7 separate regions of the Mus musculus genome follow, and regions 1, 2, 3, 5, 6 and 7 are each linked to region 4. A link is a contact called in public Hi-C, HiCAR-type and promoter capture Hi-C data. All regions are on one chromosome and are shown on one strand. The core of a region is the stretch at or near the end of the contact, and the rest is flanking DNA. Distances in the headings are between cores, read along the strand shown.

The links. Promoter capture Hi-C pulls out the DNA fragments that hold promoters and counts their contacts. Hi-C and Micro-C count contacts between places; a contact is called where the count stands out from the background. HiCAR-type assays count read pairs that join an accessible place to other places.
Region 1: a contact with region 4 is called in a promoter capture Hi-C map of pre-B cells. The contact joins the promoter of Atp6v1c1 here to the promoter of Lrp12 in region 4. A contact is called at or near these places in 7 of 39 promoter capture datasets (the 3T3-L1 cell line, 3T3-L1-derived adipocytes, hippocampal neurons and 3 more) and 3 of 115 datasets of contacts at active chromatin or transcription factors (bone marrow-derived dendritic cells, microglia and stem cell-derived neural progenitor cells).
Region 2: a contact with region 4 is called in a promoter capture Hi-C map of hippocampal neurons, with 7 times the contacts expected there. The contact joins the enhancer-like site here to the promoter of Lrp12 in region 4. A contact is called at or near these places in 13 of 39 promoter capture datasets (the 3T3-L1 cell line, 3T3-L1-derived adipocytes, the SN4741 cell line and 8 more), 1 of 484 Hi-C or Micro-C datasets (palatal mesenchyme), 6 of 115 datasets of contacts at active chromatin or transcription factors (the NIH/3T3 cell line, embryonic forebrain, embryonic limb bud and 3 more) and 1 of 9 other capture datasets (adipose tissue).
Region 3: a Hi-C map of uterus shows a contact between it and region 4, with 4 times the contacts expected there. The contact joins the promoter of Ubr5 here to the promoter of Lrp12 in region 4. A contact is called at or near these places in 1 of 39 promoter capture datasets (pre-B cells) and 1 of 484 Hi-C or Micro-C datasets (uterus).
Region 5: a HiCAR-type map of astrocytes shows a contact between it and region 4, with 3 times the contacts expected there. The contact joins the promoter of Azin1 here to the promoter of Lrp12 in region 4. A contact is called at or near these places in 3 of 39 promoter capture datasets (3T3-L1-derived adipocytes, hippocampal neurons and pre-B cells) and 3 of 115 datasets of contacts at active chromatin or transcription factors (acute myeloid leukemia, astrocytes and stem cell-derived neural progenitor cells).
Region 6: a contact with region 4 is called in a Hi-C map of rod photoreceptor, with 6 times the contacts expected there. The contact joins the promoter of Oxr1 here to the promoter of Lrp12 in region 4. A contact is called at or near these places in 8 of 39 promoter capture datasets (the 3T3-L1 cell line, cranial neural crest, embryonic stem cells and 4 more) and 1 of 484 Hi-C or Micro-C datasets (rod photoreceptor).
Region 7: a contact with region 4 is called in a Hi-C map of myeloid progenitors, with 4 times the contacts expected there. The contact joins the enhancer-like site here to the promoter of Lrp12 in region 4. A contact is called at or near these places in 3 of 39 promoter capture datasets (liver and pre-B cells), 2 of 484 Hi-C or Micro-C datasets (muscle stem cells and myeloid progenitors) and 3 of 115 datasets of contacts at active chromatin or transcription factors (acute myeloid leukemia, embryonic stem cells and kidney).

Annotation. Positions count from the first base shown.
Region 1 is chr15:38,660,560-38,663,259 of GRCm38.p6, forward strand. Atp6v1c1 (ATPase, H+ transporting, lysosomal V1 subunit C1) reads left to right here and starts at 1,345. Exons shown (of 13, transcript NM_025494.3): 1 at 1,345-1,524.
Region 2 is chr15:41,081,346-41,084,045 of GRCm38.p6, forward strand. All of the region lies in intron 5 of Zfpm2 (zinc finger protein, multitype 2), which reads left to right. Among named protein-coding and RNA genes, the nearest start is that of Gm46502, 91 kb to the right of the region's middle. Within about 2 kb of position 1,321, at least 7 of the 459 cell types and tissues checked have an H3K27ac peak or open chromatin away from gene starts, as enhancers often do. A contact at or near this core is called in embryonic forebrain and hippocampal neurons, where this site is marked.
Region 3 is chr15:38,077,551-38,080,250 of GRCm38.p6, forward strand. Ubr5 (ubiquitin protein ligase E3 component n-recognin 5) reads right to left here and starts at 1,304. Exons shown (of 59, transcript NM_001112721.2): 1 at 814-1,304. The coding sequence starts at 875.
Region 4 is chr15:39,942,633-39,945,332 of GRCm38.p6, forward strand. Lrp12 (low density lipoprotein-related protein 12) reads right to left here and starts at 1,362. Exons shown (of 7, transcript NM_172814.4): 1 at 972-1,362. The coding sequence starts at 1,050.
Region 5 is chr15:38,517,939-38,520,638 of GRCm38.p6, forward strand. It overlaps Azin1 (antizyme inhibitor 1), which reads right to left and starts at 1,328. Exons shown (of 12, transcript NM_018745.5): 1 at 971-1,328.
Region 6 is chr15:41,446,038-41,448,737 of GRCm38.p6, forward strand. Oxr1 (oxidation resistance 1) reads left to right here and starts at 1,445. Exons shown (of 17, transcript NM_001130166.1): 1 at 1,445-1,552.
Region 7 is chr15:41,783,248-41,785,947 of GRCm38.p6, forward strand. The region is part of intron 3 of Oxr1 (oxidation resistance 1); the gene reads left to right. Among named protein-coding and RNA genes, the nearest start is that of Abra, 85 kb to the right of the region's middle. Within about 2 kb of position 1,359, at least 19 of the 459 cell types and tissues checked have an H3K27ac peak or open chromatin away from gene starts, as enhancers often do. A contact at or near this core is called in acute myeloid leukemia and myeloid progenitors, where this site is marked.

The DNA of each region.
Region 1 (2,700 bases), core at 95-2,594, 1.3 Mb before region 4:
GCAGAGAGCAATGAATGTTGATGCTTAGCTTTCTCCTTTAAAAAAAGATTATTTATTTGACAATTTTATTACATTTATTTATTTGTGGGTACTACAGCTTGCATGTGGAGATGGGAGGCTATCTTGCAGAATACACTTTGTGGTTCTGGGGATACAATTCAGGCCATCAGTCTTGGTGGTTAGTGCCCCATTACCTGTTGAACCTTCTCTCTCTAATCCTATTTATCATTTTTAAAAGATTAATTTTATTTGTATTTATGTGTATGAGTGTTTTGTCTTCCTGGGAGTGCATATGATTACAGGTTCTGCAGGAGGCCAGATGAAGCCAATCGGATCTCCTGGAGGTAGCTGGAGTCACAAGGCACTCCAGGTGGGTGCCAGTAAGGAATTCAGATCCTCTGTGAGAGCAGTATGTGTTCTTAACCTCAGAGCCATCTCTCTAAGCCTCGAAAAAAAAAAAAAAAACATTCTGTGTTGGTTCCTATCATTCAAGATGCTGCTGCCCATATTCGAGGTGAATGTCCTACATTAAACCTGGCTGGAAACTCCCTCCAAGAGGTTTGTCTCCTAGCAATTCTAAAGCCAGTCAGGTTGACAATGGAAATCTATTATTCCGCTTGCTAGTAAGAACAGCCAGGAGTGCCCACACATTGTGCAAACAGAACCATAACCTCTGGAGCTTCACTTTGCTAAGCTGTAAATCTAAAAACGATTAAAATAGACAAGTCCCCAATCCTCTATGCAACCTAAAATGCTGAGATATGCACCACCTAACTTCTCAACCAATGAGATGTGCACGGTTTGTGAGAGTAGGTTGATATCTATTTTTCTGGAACCCAAGGCTGATGGTTTTTCCCTGTCCATAAACCTTTCTTGACTTCCTGTATCCATTTTGGTACCCCTAAACCAGACAGTTTGGAGTTCCTGGCAAGGGGGTCACTCCACTAGCTAATTCTAAAAAACTAATTAACAATGTTTGGTGCTGAGTAACTAAACCTGAACACTTTATCACTTTATGGAACGAAGTGATACCAGATTGGATGAAAAATATGAAACTACTGAAGTGGATTATTAGAAAAAATTTCCCCGAAACCTGGACTGTCAAAACTTGCAGTGCAGAAGTCAGTGCAGGAGCTTGGGGGAGTCTGAATGGCTGAAACCTGTGGGTAATTTTAGGGTGGGCGGGAATTTTCTGGTGGCTGGCCAACCACCGCAGGTGCATCTGGAGGAGCGGCAAGCTCCGCCCACCCGGAAGCCCGCTCTGCGCGCTCTCTCAGCCCCGCCTTCTCCGGAGGCCTGGCCGCATCGTGATTGCGCGCAGTGGTGCGCGCGCGTAGGCGGAGCGGCGTGCGCCGCGGTCAGCTGACTGCTCCGGCTGGCACGTGACTTGCTCTGGGCGCAGGGGTCGAGGAAGCCGAAAGGCCGGAGCTTAGGTCCGGGAGGGATGGAGCGCTGAGCGGTTAACGTCTACCAGGCTTCCTGCCTCCGCACCTGTCGCCGCCGCCGCCTCCTGAGACACCTCGGGTCAGTGAGCGATAGCCCTGCGGGGAGCTGACGCTGCAGTGGCCGCCGGGGAAGGATGGGGGCGGCGCGGGGGCCTAGACTGTGGCGTCGGACCTGCAACCGGCCTGGGTGCGGGCTCTCCGCATCTCAGGGCCTAGGGTTGGTGTCTTTGGAAGAAGAAGGAGGGGGAAGGGGCCCAGACGGGGAACTCAGTGGCAGAAGGGAGAAGTGTTGTACATTCGGGTCCTTCTTGGGTGGGAATCCCAGCGAGTCCTGGTCACTTGTGAGAAGGTGGACAGTGACAGAATGCCTCAGGTGAGGCTCAGGGTTCACCGGCGTGTGTGTGCAGTCTCCACTGGGTGTTTACGCCTGTATGTGAATAGAAGGGATTACAGTTTTCAGGGCGGAAGGGGTGCCCACTGCAGGCAGGGGGCGGTCACAGAGGACACGGGGGTCATTGTAGGCAGTGGATGAAACAGGAATACAGGCAGCTTAAAAACATTTCACTAGATTGGGGTTGGGGGAGGTTAAACAACATCCCCGAAAAGGAACTGGTGGACAGAGTCTCTTATAAGGCAGATTGAATCACCTATGAGGCATAAGAGGGAAGCTTGTGTTCTTTTCAGAGGAAAAATGTTATCAGGGGGAAAATTGTCTACTCTGTACTTAGTGGTGCCCCGGGAATGAAATGGTCGGGTGTGAATAGCCCAGCCCTAAAAGTTCACATTGATGGTGGGAAGATAAGTCACAGGGGAAAGATGAGGTTGTATAGAACTGGTAAAAACAGAAGGAGGAGAAAAGTATCCTGGAGGAAAGAAAACTTGAGTTTGGGTCTTGGCAAGTCGGTGGGATTGGAGGCAACAGAGGAGAACTTTTTACTCAGTGAAAGCCTCGTTATTTGAGGGCCTGATGAGAGAAGAAGACATGATTTAGGGGTGCCAAAGGCCAGGCTTTTGTAGTAGGCTGCATTGTGGAAAAGTGGGAAATAGTTTTGAAGTCTGGTGATACTTGTTCATATACTGCATGCTCTATGGCTGATACTATGGGAGTGCTAAGGTTTAGGAAGCAGACAGGGACTCTGCTGTCAGAGCTTCCAGACAGATTCAGAGGAGATAGGTTTTAATAGTCGTGCATTTGGCGTGTGATAGAGCACTAACCTTTAGTCCTAGCACTTAGGAGGCAGAGCCAACCAAAGCT
Region 2 (2,700 bases), core at 71-2,570, 1.1 Mb after region 4:
AAAAGCATAAACATTAATTTAAAATTATATGTTGCAATAAGAAAACCCAACACACATTGTCATCTTTAGAACTTGAACCCTAATTACAAATGATAGCCATTGTTTACTGTAGGACACATTCGACCCATGATCTCCTTCAGAATTACTGAGCTTTTATGGACAGATAAAATGCTCCCTGAGAAGAGAGAAACACTGAAACAGGAAACATGCTCTGGGCAACAAAAGAGCATGAAAATAATGCATAGTACTTATAATTTTTAATTTTCCAAGCATCACAGATTGCTTAATACTGTATGGTTGTTGGGATTTTTTTTTTTTTGATAAGTATCATGTTTTGTTAGGAGAACATTTGGGTAAATATATTTAAAAGCTAATAAACTTTACCAAGGTATGGAATATGTTGACTAAAGATGGCTTGCAGAAAGATGCAATCCCCTCTCCTGGCTGCTTTTGCCCACAGATCTCTTAAGATCATCACTTAGGGGAGTTCTGAGTGCTTCATGTGGCTGATGCTGAAGCCCATCTCTCAGAGGTGACGTGTACAGGACATCTCCTAGCACACAGGACACAGGACACAACGAGAGCTGTAACTGGGCAGTATCTCTGAGTGATTGCAAATCAAGGCTGAAAACTCAGGTTCCTGCCAAATGCTGGCATTTCTGTTCCAGGGATCTGACCAGTTGCTGCAGGGGATGCCAGTCTTTCACCTCATCCACTGGTGTCACACTTTTGATCTAGCTCCCTAGAGAAAAATCGATTACTTTCTGGGAATTAAAAAAATAAATAAATAGAAAGGCAAAACAAAGAAGTCTAATAGAAATGGACAAGTTGACAGAGGCACTGAGAGGCTCATTTCTAGCCTGGTGCTTAAGGGAGCTTCATTGTGATCCTGCAATGCATATTACACAGAGAAATGGAAAGAGGGAAAAAGAAATTAAAAACAGCCTCCTATGATGAACTTGTATAATTTATGCCTCTGCAGAGCAGCAGGCACAGTGTGTCAGTTCCCCCTCCCCTCCTCTTTTCCCCTCCACCTGATTTCTGAGCCTCCCAGGCTGGGCAAGAATTTAAATTAAGAACACCCAACACACAAGTCAGAAATGAAAGTGCAGAATGCACTCCGATTATTCATAAGCTTGCAAGTTGTGTATTTTGGTGGAGATTTCCTCCCTTCTGCTCCTGATTGCTGATGAAGAATGGTATTTTAATAGGCAGATGGTAAAGACAATTACAGTTAGGGGCTCAGCTGGGAGTTGCATGAGTTTATTGCAAATTATTAGTTGATAAATGCTTTTGTTTACAAGCAGAGTCTTAAGCAGCTCTATAATCAGTTTATCAGCAGCGGGTAAAATTCTTGACAGCTTGCTCTTTCAGTGCAATGTCACCCCTTGACTGGTCCTTTGAAATCTGGATGGCCAGGACTATTTAGTCTGATGGCTGACATCATGTGCTGGTGTAAGTTGCTGCAGAGTCCAACCATAGCAGACCTTAGGAAACACAGTCCACACCCCAGGAATGCTAAAGACTATAAGAATCCTTTTGCTCCGCCTTTGGGCCCCCTTACCCTAGCTAGGCTGCCTTGACTGGCCTCGATGGGAGTGAGTGCATTTAGTCCTGGTGCAACATGATGTGCCAGGACAGGTTAGTACTCACGGTGGACTTCTCCTTCTCTGAGGAGAAGGGGAGGGGGTAATGAAGGGATGGGTTTGTGAGGGTGGGACTGATGGGGGACTGCAATCTGGATGTAAAGTGAATAAATAAATTAATAATAAATAAATGAAAAAAATTCATACAAATGTCTTTGCTTCATTGCTGAGTCTTATATCTTCTAAACCCTTAGTTCACAATGTTTTCAGAAAATTCTGAATCCATTTTTGTTTACAGGGCAAAACTTTCTGCCCGTACACTTCAACAGGAATCAGAATCTGAGCTTAATTACTCAGTTCAATTTTCTGAAAGGGGCTCTACATACTTCCTAGAAGAAGAAAAAGGAAATCTCCATAAGAAACACTTTCTTAAAGGAAAGAATAGATAGATAGAGAGGGAGGGAGAGAGGGAGAGAGGGGAGAGGGGAGAGGAGAGAGAGAGAGGGAGAGGGAGAGAGAGAGAGAGAGAGAGAGAGAGAGAGAGAGAGAGAGAGAGAGAGAGAGAGAAGAGCGAGCAAACAAGTAGAGTGAATTCCATTCCAGAGTGAAAAGATCTAGTGAGAATCCTTTACAAGAGGAAGCCAAGGAAAGCCTTCGGGGAGAACACGAGTTAGCAAGCACGGAGCGGAGCGTTACGTAGCCTCCTGTCACAGAAACTACCTAAGGCGGCAGTGCTTCTGATTTCTTACAGCTAATTCCTTTGAAATAAGAAAAATGACCACATTTCTTTGTTTCTGAACTCCATTCGGACCAGTATTTCCTGATGAGTTTATGCTAAGTGATAAAAACCTCTGATATTTAGAATGACAAGTCCTGTGATCTGAGAAGTTGGTTTACTGTGCAAAAAAAAAAAAAAAAAGTGTTTCTTGAAGATGCTACAGTTTAGCGTGCTTATGAAAGAGTCTCACTAGCATTTTACAAGGGGTCTGTGTGGTGCATATGGCCATAGTAATTTGTAACCTCAAGTGTTCAGACTATTCGTCGAAGAACATTCATGTGATGTCTGAGAAGCCAACTGACAGCTCATCTCTATTTAGTTTTGCTTTGCAGCTTA
Region 3 (2,700 bases), core at 54-2,553, 1.9 Mb before region 4:
TTAAGAGATTTTTCAAATATTTTAAATCAAAATTCCTCCTCTGCCCGTAACAAACCCAACCCAGAAATTCACAGCGCGTTAAGCAGCACTGCGAACTGCAAACCGAAGAATTTTCCTTTGACACTCCACTCACGGTTTTCAGCTGTCAAATTACAACTCCAGAAAACACTATCATTAGAATAAAAAAGGAAACAAAAAGGCTCTCACCGCAGGGGCCCAGGAGCAGTTTGGCAGTACCAAGGCGAAGGAAGGAGAGCAAAGGGAATCCAATCCACTTCCCCAACCCCCGCCTGACTTCATTCCCCTCCCGGGGCAGTCAACCTCACTGCAGGGGCTCAAATCTAATAATAATAACAATAATCATGGCGCTCCCTCCCTCCTCCCCCTCCCAACCCGCGGTCTGCCGGGAATCTCTCCCCCACCCCCACCCCGCCTCCCCGGGGAAACCCAGCCCCCGGGACACGACTCGCGGGAGCCCCCGAACCCGCCGCTCCTCTTCCCTCTCTTTTCCACCTCCACCATCCCCCATCCGCATTGTCTGTCTCAATTCAACTTTGACTAATATGGATTCCTCGGGCCTGGGCCGGGAGCCCCCGGCTCCGCCGAGTTCAACGAGGCTCCTCGCGGGAGGGGGAGGGGGCAGCGCGCCGGGCCGTCTACACCGCAGCCGCGTCCACACCGCGCCGGCCCCCGCCCCGCGGCCCGAGGCTCCCAAGTTTGGCCCACACCGGGCCTACAGGGGGCGGTAGGGCCCCCGGCGCGGCCGTGGGGGAGGGGAAAAAGGAGGGAGGTGCCCCTCCCCCGCCCCATTACCTGTCATTGAGCTGGTCCTCGGTGCCCGGCAGCGGGTGGACCACGAAATGGATGGACGTCATGGTACCGCCTGCGCGCCCCGCTCCCGGGAACGAGCCGCTCCCGCTGTCGTCCGGCCCCCCGATCCCCTTCCCGTCCCCGGATCCCACGGCCGCCGCCACCGCCTCCTCCTCCCGGTCCCCAAACGGAGGGCCGCGAGCGCGCAGGGACCGCCGCCTCCCCGCCGAGCGTGTGTCCGCGGCCCGGCGGCCCGGCGCGGCGGGCGGGAGGGCGGATCAACGCGCCGCCCGCTCGGCCGGCCACGGCGCGCACGGACGAGGGCAGCCCGGAGCGCGGCGAGCGGCGGGTGGAGAGGTGCCGGGGCGGACGCGGCGGACGCGGGGAGCGGGGAGGGACAGCAGCCCGCAGCGCGCGTCACTGGCGACGAACCGCCGCCGCCAGCGCCGCCGCCGCCATCTTCACTTCTGCCCCAGTTTCTCCGTCTCGCAGCCTGGGCGCCGATCGGCGGGGGAGGGGCGGAGGGCGGGGCCGCGGGGGCGGGGCTCTGCGCGCGGGGCGGGGCTCCGGGAAACGGGCGGCCGGGCCCCAGCGATTGGGCCGCTTAACGTTGTCGGGCCACGGTGCTGTAAGGTGCTCGCCTATTGGCGCGCTGGGCCGCGAGCCCGGCCCCCCGGGGCGGGGCGGCGTGTTCCAGAGAGCACGTGCTCGGGAAGCCGGGCGAAAGGGCACGCGCGCCGGGTTTCTTTTCCTCCCGGATCCCTAATGGTTGTGCATATGCGAATGGCTTGTTGTTGTTTCTCGTCCTCCAGCCGCATTTATACTTAAGAGAAATGTACCCCGAGGAACCAGAGATGCTCCGCTTCCTACGGCAGGCAGTTACGTAAGAGCCTTATCAAAACCTGATAGTAGGATCTTGGAAGTGACTGTGTAGCAGCTTTCATCAGCACTACCATCGTGCAACGTGGAAATTTCCACTTTTTAGTTATTCGTGTGGTTTTTATATGGGGGTGGTTGTGTGTGTGTATACTTTAATGAAAGATGATATGCATCTGTTGTAGGGAGATTTCTTGTGACCTGGGGTATCAGAACTACAACTTATGAAATTCTTCCTCCTCCGCGTACCCTCACTCCCGAACCGGTACAGTTTCCCTCTTAAAGTTTTCTGTGATCCTTTCGAAATATCGAATTCCGCTGAAAGCATGAAGCCTCTTCTCCAGTCTGTAACAGTCGTTCGTTAAATCGGGTATACAACATTAATGATTGCACAGCAGAGCAGTTTTCTTCTCTTCTTTAGTTTAGGAAGTTCTTTTGAGAATACATGAAAAATTAGATATCAAGATTTACTGGGTACACCATGAGACAGATAAGGAATAATTTTTAGTTGGCCATCAGCTCCAGTTTTCACCTAGATAAACTACAAAGTGTTCAAGGCTGGTCAATGATGCACACCTTTGTCCCAGCACTCAGAAGACAGAGGCAGACAGACATCTTAAGTTGTGGGCCAGCCTGATCTAAGAGTTCCAGGCCAGTTAGAACTACACAGTAAGACCTTGTGTCAGTCAATTAATAGTGAGTTAAGCCACTGAAAGCGCTGCATCCCATGACTACCAACCATCCTGTAATTGCTACTTTGATTTTTTTTTCCCCTCAAGTCCGTGTGATGGACACTGCTGGTTCTAGAGTCAGACAAAGTAGAATTTCAGTCCTGATTCTGCTACTTAACCAAGTGGCCTTAATTATTTACCCAGTTACAGCATTTTGTTATACACTGGGTCTAAATACTGTATGTCAAGCAAAAAGATGTGTCAGGCACACAGCAGTTCATACACATAATGAAAGATTTTTAACATATTGTGTGCACTGCTTTATACTGCCAATGGCTCCAAG
Region 4 (2,700 bases), core at 112-2,611:
CCCCCCCCCCCGTAGCTTCTGTTTGTTTTTCTGGAGAAATCAAACCATTACTCCAAAATGGAAATGTTAATTGTGTTCTCTGCAATATCCATTCAAGGAGTTAACTCATGAGAACTAAGAATGGTGAAGTCAGAGCCCAAGCTGAGGTCTCAGTGGTGAGCAGTCCTCTTAATTTCCTTTAGTTCTAGTTCATACAAAGCACGGTCGTGACACACAATCAGACTGCAATCCGTAAAGTAGTGTCCCTAACCAGATCGCAGACCGGAATGAGGCAAGAGTCACAACAGCATCAGAGGGCACAGATGAAATGATAAGTGAACTGGGAGTCAAGGCAGACTTGTACGTCCCAATAGAGAAAGACTGAGGTGGGGCTGGAAACTATTTTCTGGCCTTCTCTCCAGTGCAGCTACTGGGGAACGAGATCCTACACGCCCGAGACCCACAGAGCCCCAGGCGCAGAGGTGGAGGGGTGGGAAGGAAGCAATCGGGGTGCTTTTGGAGGGAATGGGGACTAAGAGAGATGGGCACGACAGCAATTTCACTGAGAAGAGAACTTCCTGCCTCGGGAAGGATCTGGGACAGGACCGTCCCGGAGGCGACCTCCCCTTCGTAGTCTCACGGTCACATCTTTGTGCGCGAGGACTGTACAGCCGGCAGCGAGCGCTAGAGGAGCGAGCCGCCGGGGGCCTCGCGCCGGGCTGGGGAGTTTTCCCGCACGCCGTCGCTCCGCAGGGACCCCTGGCTCGGACCGGCCCGCCTCCATCGCTCCGAAGGATCGGCGGCGGCCAGAGGACCCCAGCATCCCCGCGGGCAGACAACCCTCCCCGCACCATCCCGCGTGGGTCTTTGTCCCGTCGGCAACCCAGGTCTCCCCGGGTCGCCCAAGCACAGCCCGTCCTGGAGGCCCGGGGGGCCCCCGGGGTCGCCCCAGCTTTGTTCGGTCAGAGGGGCGCAGGGAGGTGGACACTTACCGTACACCCCAGCGAGGAAAAGCAAGAGCCACGCCGACCCCCGCCGCTGAGACTCTTTTGTGCTCCAGCGACGGGCCATACCCACGGCAGATGGAGGGAGCGAGGAGATGGAGGAGGAGGAGCTGGGGCCAGACGCCGCCGCCGCCGAGCCCCTGGCTGCTCCCTGCGCGCTCCGCGGCGGCGGAGGGGGAGGGGCGGGGCCGCCCGCGCGCGCTCCCTCCCGCCGGCCCTGCGTCGGTCGCGCGAGCCCCTAGCGGGCCGGCCTTCCCGGGGGCAGGGACGCGCAGCGCGCGCGCCAGCCGCAGGCGACAGGGCCGGCAACTGCGGGGCTCCGGCCTCGCGCCGCACAACCAGCCGGCGCCGCCACCCGCCAGACTGAGCGCGAGCCGGCACCGGCGCTCATCCGTGCACTCGGCAATCCCCTGGCCCGCCTGTCTTGGTTCCCGCCCCGCGCTTCCCTGGACTCGGCCGAGCTCGGGCGGATTTCGCCGCGCCTGGAGCCGGAGTAGCGAGGCAGTGCCAATCGATGTGCGAGCACGCGAACGCCGGCCGCTGGGTTCCAGGGGCTCGAGGGCTGGAGTGGGGAGTAAGGAGGGGGGAGCGGGACGGCGGGGATGTGCTCTGACCGAGCTCCGCCGCAGTCCCCGGCCTTGGTGTTGTGCCCTCCCCGGAGATCCTCTAGGCTGATGAGCTACGCGTGGAGGGAAGAGGGGTGGGAACTTAGAAGTCCGTTGCTAAGACCCCCGACCTTGCCGGCTCCGCTTGAATTTGGCTCTGAAAGAGTGAATGGGTCGTAGGTCCCTGTGGATAACCTGATGTAGAATCTCAGCCAAAGGATCTGGGGATACATCCGGCCGGGCTACAGGGTCTGTGCTTCTAATCTGGCAGGGAAGACGCAGGAGACCCTTTTGACACTCGGGTGGGGTGGAGTGGACCTGGGACGTGGAAAGAGGGATATCCCTGACCCCCCCCCGCCCCCCCCCGCCCTAAGCCTCTTCTCAGCTCCTAACAAGTATGACACTTCTTTCCCTTAAGTACCCATAGAGCTTCTGTCTGTAGTGACACACTGGCACTTCCACCTTTTTAAAGTGTCGTCTGCACTGTTTTGCCTGCTGTCCTTGCCATTTACAGGCACTGTCCACTATTCGCTGAAGATCAGCAGTGCCCTATGCTGTACTGTTGACACAGGCTATCTTTGTTTCCCGACAATCTTGTGAGATGAATATTATCCACGTTTTAGATAAGCTAATGAGACTCAAAGAGGTTAAATTATCCCAAAGGAGTTATCAAGTAAATCTACGGACTTTGTTTCCCCCATCCCAAAGTCAAGCACTTTCACACTAGCAGGAAACTCAAGCAAAATGCTTAGTACCCATCAGTTACATTAAATTTTAGTATATGCCTGGGGAGGTACATTAGAGTTTTCCTGTATCTCTTGCTTATTTGACCCTTTAGTGACCCCCTGAAATTATATGTCAGAAGAGAAAAGTTAATGCTTAAGAAATCTTTTACAAGATGGCAATAAACAAAAGTCCTGAACCGGGATTTTTTTTTTCTATTCTTTTTTGAGAACACAGCAATTTTGTTGTTCCTGATTCTGCAATCAGCAGATATGATTCCTTGTTTTATGACACTACACTCTGATCGCTGTTTTTGTTTGTTTGTTTGTTTTGTTTTTTGTTTTTTCCCAGAGCTTTTTCTGTTCATTGAATTTGTGTCAGGCCACAAA
Region 5 (2,700 bases), core at 78-2,577, 1.4 Mb before region 4:
CACCACAGGACAAGAACAACCTAAGATATCCACCACAAAACTGAGTTCAATCTGTTCAAACATCCTGAGGCTGTAAACAGTGTAAACTGCTTGCTTCGTTCAGCCAGTAACACACGTTCATGATACTTAATACCATAAAACGTTTAAACACTACTAACCGCTGGCAGCCAACAGAGTCCTTGATAAGCCGCATCAACCTACCCTTCGCCCTCTTTCTGCCCCGCGATCACAGCTAGGACCAGAAAACGAAGCCATGGTGACTAATCTCCAGGCTTCAGGAGGTGACTGGGGTAAGTGAAAGCGACTTGGCCCAATCAGGAGAGCCGCAGGGGCGGGTCAGCAGCGCCGAGGTTTCCAGAAAGGGCCAAAGGCCTATTCGCTTGCTACTTGACACCGGGGCTTCCCCGCCGCCGGCCCCGAGTGAGGTCAACTTTCCACCGCCAGAGGGGGAGCGCGCACTCCGCACCCCCTCTCCCGCCCGCAAGAATCCAGCCTCCTCCCAGCTGTCACCAGATGCCGGCTCGAGGCCCGCCCCGCTCCATTCATAACCCGGAGCCCCGGCCGCCGCAGCCCGTCCACTCCGCACCACAACCCCCTGCAGGCACTGAGACAGGGAGAGGGCGATGGGACCCCCAGCCCTCCAGGCTGCCGCCGGACCCCCTCCCCGGAAACAGCAATGCACCACGGGAGTGGGGTGGGGGCCGCATGCCGCCGAGAGGGAACAGCGACCACCGCCAGCCTGCCCCCGAGCGCGGCCCCACGCGCACACGCCCCCTCGCTCAACCGCGGCTGTCGGCTGCCGCCCTGGGTCGCGAGGCGCCGGCCGCCGCCCGGGCCACCGGCAGCCGCCACACACGCCGCCGGCCGCCATGTTCGAGGCCGCCGGCTGCGGGGCACTGCGGGGACACCGAGGGCGGCGTGGCCCAGCCCAGGCGCCGGACCCTCCCGCGCCCCTAAGTCCGGTACTCACGTGAGATAACGGCCCAAAGAGTCGGGTAAAGCGTCTTCTCTTTTTCGGCGGAATTTTTAAAGAGGGATGTGGTTACCTTGAGCAGAAATACCCAAGGCGGCCTGGGCCATAGGCTGCGGGGACGACGTGGGGGAAACGCGCGGCACCGACACCAGCTGAGCAGCAGTGGCGGCGGCAGCCGAACTGGAGAAATGGAGCGGCGCGAGAAAAAGAAGAAAGGCGCGAACTGGGTGGGGAGAGGATTCAGCCTCGTCACTCCGCAGAGCAGCAGAGCGAGAAGGATGAGAAGAGCAGAGCAGGAGACAACCAGAGAGAAAAACGGAAACACCGCGGCGAGAGTTGAGCCAGAGAGTGTGGGAAGGCGGTGCCAGAGACGCCAGTATTTATACTCAGGGGGGCGGGGGCTGCTGACGTCACAGACGGCCGGTCGGCCGCACGACGGGGGTGGGGCCTGTGCCGCCGGGGAATGTGGGAGGGGCGGAAGGGGAAGGACAGCCTTGTGCAGTTAGGGGGCCGAAGGGCGGGACCACCGGGCCTGGCAGGTGCTGGCCCGGCGCTCGCTTCCCGCCCTCGCGCTGCAGCCGCTCCCCAGCGGGCTGCTAGTTTCGTAGGCGGGGCAGAGGGCGCGCGGCCCAGCGGATCGCGGATCGCGCCCTCGCCCTTGCGGCGCCTGCGCGCCACGCTAGCAGCCAACGATCCGCTTTGTGAGCCGGCAGCTAGTCCATGCTGACGGCAGCCTTCGGGACCGTCCTGGGTCCTCGGCTTACCGACTCCAGTATTTTAGGAGAGGAGGGTGTGCGCCATCACGGGGCTTTCTCGGTGCACTAGTTTATGTAACAACTGTATACTATGCCCGGGGACTGTATTCCGAGGGAGAGGTTCCCGCCTCTCCATGGGTTGCGGAGCTCCGTTATGAAAATGAGTTCCCCGTGGCCAGCAAGAACCAGTCCGGTGTGGTTACTGAGGCTTTGATCGTACCAGAATGTTCCTCCGTGTTCGCATGTTGCAATATGGTGCAGTAGATTTTTTTTTTAAATGTGGCTTTTCTTTCTTTGTCTTCATTTTCAAAAAGGGTTGATGCAGTCAGACCCAGCCCTATTAAAGCGGGGCCAGTGTTGCTGAAGTTACATGACTTAAAGGCACATCTCTTTAATCCTCTGCATTTCTCGTTTGAAGTCATTCTTTTTTTTTATTCTTTTGTTTTGTTTCTCCAGAAAGGCTTTCTCTGTGCAACCCAAGCTGTCCTGGAACTCCCTCTATATACCAGGCTAGCCTTGAACTCTGCCTGGTATATAGGTGCTCCTAGGTGCTCCTGCTAAAGGCACGTGCCACCACACCAGGGTTTCTCTCTAATCTTGTTTGTTTTGTTTTGTTTTTCTTCAGTTTTTCGAGACAGGGTTTCTCTGTATAGCCCTGGCTGTCCTGGAACTCACTCTGTAGACCAGACTGGCCTCGAACTCAGAAATCTGCCTGCCTCTGCCTCCCAAGTGCTGGGATTAAAGGCGTGCGCCACTACTGCCCGGCCGTTTTTTCTCTATTCTCTATTATTTAATAAACTTTTATTACTAAAGTAAAATGACGGATGTAGCCTCCCCCCTCCCCTTATATTTAAAATCCTTTTTCTAGCTGGATGAGGTGGTGCATGCCTTTAATCCCAGCATAAGAAGGCAGAAGCTGATGGATCTCTTGAGTTCAAAGTTAGCCTGGTTTCTAGACAGCTTGAGCTACAC
Region 6 (2,700 bases), core at 195-2,694, 1.5 Mb after region 4:
TTTCTCATCCGGCAGATTTTGGGTTCAATTAGGTATTATTTCAGGCAACAGTTGTCTCCAGGCTTCAACGTCCTCTTCTGTCAAATAAAAGCAATGAATTCTTAACTGATGAATCTAATTTGGTGACTTCCAGAGAAAAAGCTAAAACTATAACTTGACCCAGGAAATATGTGAACATCTCATTCTTATAATTGAAATCTTTATTGATTTTTTCAGGGTAAAAAATAATGGGTTTCATTACGAAATGCATGTACATCACTATGCTTTTCTCAAATTCATTTCTTTTCCTTTTCAGTATAAATATTTCCTCCTCCCCTTTCCTCTTGGCTTTCGTTTTACAGACTGATGGACGTTTCACTTTCAAAGGAGAGAAGAGATAACACTAGTTGTCAGCAATTGAGGTGGGGTATCCTGGAGATTAATAGTGAGAACCCACTCACTACCAGGTTTTGAGAGGCCTTTGGGCTGATTTGCTGGTCGGATTGATGCAGTCTCATCTTGGCAAAGGGACCGACTTCCTTCAAGAAAGGGCCGAGGTCCAGTCTACCTAGTTGTACTTTGGCCCCTACCCCTACTCCTCTCTCATAATTTCCCAGGCAGAGTTGGAAAGGTGGGAGCGGTGGAAGTAGAAGGCAGCAGGCAGGGAAAGTAAATTACAGTTCAGGCAACAGGAACAGTGCCTCCAAGGTCAGGCTGAGTGTCAACTAATTATGTAAAATCCTGCGGAAATAGAAGTCGGGGAGAAGCCCAGCCTACTCTTGTATTTAAGGAGATCTTTCCAGAGCCCCTTTCAACCCACAGCCCCATACCTTCACCCTTTGGCCAGATCTTTGTATTTTGCCCGCCTTCCTTGATTTCTCGTTCCAATTCCACCAGAATAACCCTGAAAACTTTTTTCTTCCTCTTGGTAAGTCAGTAGCAGAGGAGCTTTCCCATAATTTCAGACCAGTATCTTCTCGATGTCTCTGTCTAAGGCCCTGAGGCTAGGGCTGCTGGGCAGCTCTGGGGACCGGGGACGGGAAGGGGTGCCATACCCCGCAGCCTGGAGTTGGGACTCTGCTCTGGCTACCCTGGCAGGTGTCTGTTCTTGGGGCACGGTTTCCCAGGGCAGGGGTCCAGGAGGACGCCAGCTCCCGGAGCCCGAGAGTTCGCTGCGGGGACGCGCGGAAAGGGGGTGCGCTGGCAGCCGGTAGCTTCCTTCCGCAGGAGCTATTTTTAGCAGGGCTTCGCCCCCCCTTTTCCCGGAGCCGCCGGCGTGGTCGCCTCCAGCTCGTGGCCGTCGCTCTGCAGCTCGGCGCCGCCTCCCCCGCCGCGGATGGCTCTTGGTAGCTTCCACGCGGGCAGGTCCGGAAACTGAGCAAGTCTGCAAGCGCTCCGCGGCCCCGGCGGCGGCGACGGCGGTGGGGGCAGAGCTGGGCTGCGTCAGGCTGAGCGCAGTCCGCGCGCGGCCGCGGGAGCGCAGTGCCAGCGCCGCCCGGCCCCACCGAGAGGGGCGCACTCGCCGCTACGGGGCTCGCACCGCTCGCCGCAGCCCCCTCCCGCCGACCCGCAAGTAAGTTTGTGCGGCTGCTGGGCGCCGCCGGGGCGAGGGCTAGGCGCTGGGGGAGCTGGGGATGGCGAGCGGGAAGAGCGCCTGGACACCCGGAGAGCGGGCAGCCTTCTGCCTCCGGAGTCCCGCGCTTCTCCCAACCGCTGGGCAGGTAGAGAGCTCCTGCTTACAAGGATGCTCTAGCAAAAGCTATAATGAGCAGACCCCGGAGGGTAGGACTGGCTCAGGGTTCAGGTGTGGGTCACTCTGGAAGGAAGAAGGACCGCGGATGAGGGAGCGGACCCGGCAGGCCAGGAGCCGGCTAGTGCCCGATGGGGAAGGGAAGGTTTGGAGAGCAGGGACCTGCCTGGGAACAGCCAAAAAGGGAAAGTGGTGTCCCTAGGACTGACAGAGGGTCAGAGAGCAAAATAGAAGGGCGGTGTGTCCTGAACCAGGATGACAGAAGGGGAGATAGATGGAAAGTGGGGCGTGTGAAAAGCGGATTTGTAGGAGAGTAAAGGACGCCAGTGGAAGGGTCAGTGGGCGCCTGATGGGCGGGTGAACTTGGTTAATTCGGGGAATCAGAACAAGCTTAGGTAGATATGATGGAAAGAGGCAGATTTAATTCAAGCCTCCGGAGGGAGTGTGTGAGGCAACACGTTGTGAGAACCAGCGGGTTTAGAAAGTGGCCTGGAAGGGAGGGCTGGAAAGGTGATGAGGGATATGGGGGAATGTGAGCAGGGAGTGGGGTAGATTCATGCCTAGGATAGGGAGGAAGGGGAGTTGCAAACCTGTGCATAGGGTTGGAGGCTTCCGTGAGTCAAGTCCCATGGTAGAGGTTTAGAGGTACTTCTCTGAGGTTCCTCTTCCATCTCCTATCTGGTTTGGAGGCTCCTAGGATCCTGGACAGAGATGAAGCAGGGAGGAAGGTAGTCACTTAAGGGGAGCCACCAGTGCTTTCGCTTACCGGATTGTGTATCCGGGTTCCTTTTAAGCAATGTGGGGCTGGGTTTGTGCGTTACACAGAGGGGGAGTGGTGTGTGTTCTAGGCCAAGGGGATCCCTAGTCTCCTATGGGGAGGGGGAATTTGTGTTTTGGGCTGGTTAGTAAGGTAGAAGTCTGCAGCGTGCAACACGCAGCAGGGGGTGTACATGCATGCGCTTTGCAGGTGC
Region 7 (2,700 bases), core at 109-2,608, 1.8 Mb after region 4:
TAAAAGTGTTAGTGAAAAGATGATATCAATGAGACAGGTATCACTAAGCAAAAGACAGTGTAGTTCTCCTCTAAGCATAAGATATGGCTATTGCATTTGAGACTTAGGGCAAGAGGGTAAAATTTACTCTCTGACTGATGCAAATCTGTGTTACACCATCAAAAGTAACTTTTTCCTCATTAAGTATTCTGCATATACGTCATAATTATTTTTAAACTGAGCACACAAAATGCCGATGTAATTAGTGATGCCTTCTCTGTCACTTTATGTCTATGTATGTTGTATGCCACGTGTGAGTAGGTACCCTTGGAGGCTAGAAAAGGGTGTCAGGTCCACTGGAACAGGAGTTTCACATAGTTATGAGATGACCGATGTGGGTTCTGGGAGTGGGAGAGGAGAAAGCTTTCTTAGCTTCTGAGCCATCTCTCCAGACCTTGTATTTGCTTCCCATACAATTACTTAGTACATTGAGCAAGATGATAATTGTCATAACAAAGTGATAAAATTACTAAGGTACTAATATCCTTATTCAGGTAGTCATCTACACTCATGGAAGGTGTGTGTGTGTGTGTGTGTGTGTGTTCACACATTTGTGATAGGATAGGAATTGTTCTTCAGGAACTATACACTTTTTTTTTAAAGACAAGATCTTTCACTGGGACCTGTGACTCCTGAGTCAAGCTAGACTTGATGGCTAGCAAGCCCCAGCAATTCCCCTGCCAATGAAAGCACTGGGATGAAAAGTGTCACTGTGGCCTGCTCTTTAAATGGATGCTGAGGATTGAACTGAGTTCTTCATGCTTCTATATCACACACGTTGCCCCTGAGCCATCTCCCCAGCCCTGGCTCCTGCTTTCTTATTAGATCTTCTCAACATTTCTATCTTCAGAGGCATGGAGCCCAAAGGACAGAGAGGTTAGGTCAGTTGCTTCTCATGGCTCCACTAGTAGCGAGGCCTTAGGGCCTGTGTCCTGAAGGCAGTACTGCATTCTGAGCCATGTGCACAGTATTCCAGTGACCTTAATTGATATAAACATCACCCTTGCAGAGAAAGAATGGTTTGCACTCTCTGCAGAAAGAACTAATGATTAAGCAATACAGCATTTTATCTTAAATACATTTTGACCAGCACTGAGTAACAGCAATTTAACATTGCACAATCTCACAACTTCCTATAAGACAGAATAACCTCATTGAAATATTTTTTATCTTATGAAAACATTTTAATAGGCTATGTATACACACTATACAACAATAAAAATTCAGTCTCTCCCACTTAACCTAAGTTACTTGTGCCAGAAAGGAACAAGTTACCACCCCTGCCCCAATACTTTTTCTCCTGTAACAGGGAATTGAATTGAGGGCCCCATACGTTGGGGAAGTACTAAACCATTGTGCCATACCCTCATCCGTGTAGATACACTGTGTGTGTGTGTGTGTGTGTGTGTGTGTGTGTGTGTGTGTTCAGACACAGTCACAACTAGCGGTCCAACCTAGCTTTGAACTCATTTTGTAAGACAGACAGATTTTTAACTTTTTAACTTCCCATCTCAATCTCCCAAGTAGCTGACATTAAAGTCTTTAATCCCTAGGCCCACAAGTTTCTTATGTTCTAACAAAAATTTTTTATAATTTGTTCCATAAGAGGTGCTCTCAGCCTTGTTTTCCACATTAGAAATTACGTGTGTGTGTGTGTGTGTGTGTGTGTGTGTGTGTGTGTGTGTGTGTGTGTATTTAAGACTCTTTTTACTAACCATATGAAGAACTCTTTCCCCCTTTGAGTCAGTCTTACTATGCAGCTCAGTCTGACTTCAGCAATCCTCCTGCTTCAGTTTCCCAAGCTGGTGTTACAGGCAGCTAGGGGTTTTGAATTTCTGAATACATACCCATCTTATTTCTTTGTTTATTACCATTTAAAGTGTTTTCAATGTTGTGCTATAGTAAACCAAAACCCACCATTTCAGACATAAATAGGACCTAGTATAAGAAGCTTTGTGTTCATGCTGACTGGATTGAAGGGAACATAACTTTTATCAAATGTGTACAGATTCTGTGGATGCCCTTTGCAGGAACTACCATGCTGTATGCCCACCTGCCTGTCATGGACAAAAACCAGCAGTTTTGCTGTCACCAAAATGCCTTTAAACTCCGCTATTCTAATCAAAGAAATTGGCATTTATTGTCTGCTAACTGCATTTCACTGACTCCAAGCAGGAGCTTTGCTTAGGTTATCAGAGCTTTGGGTATCAATGGTAAGAGTCCAAGAACTTAAGATTTCTTACATCTTTCATTTTCCTTTAGAGTTAGAAGGCTTTAGCACTTATAGCTGCTTCTTTGAGCCATGTCGAGTTCACATGTGTGTTTGGTATGAGGGAACAGTCATGGGGCTGCCAGTCATTCTGGAACTGTTTGTTGCAGACAGTAACCTCTTCTTCCTACCCCACATATTAGATGGCTTTGGCATCCTTGTTGAAAACCAATATGTCATACAAAGTTTACTTCTTAAGGCTTAATCCATTTGAATTGATGTATGTCTATCTTTATACCAATATACAATTTGTAATTTTATATTATCTTTTGAAATTGGGAGATAAAAGGCCTCCAACTTTTGTATATACTCAAGTGAAGTATGTCGGCAGAGAAACTTAGATACAGAGATGGTTACAACATTATTAATAATAAGCATAAAATCAGGAAAAC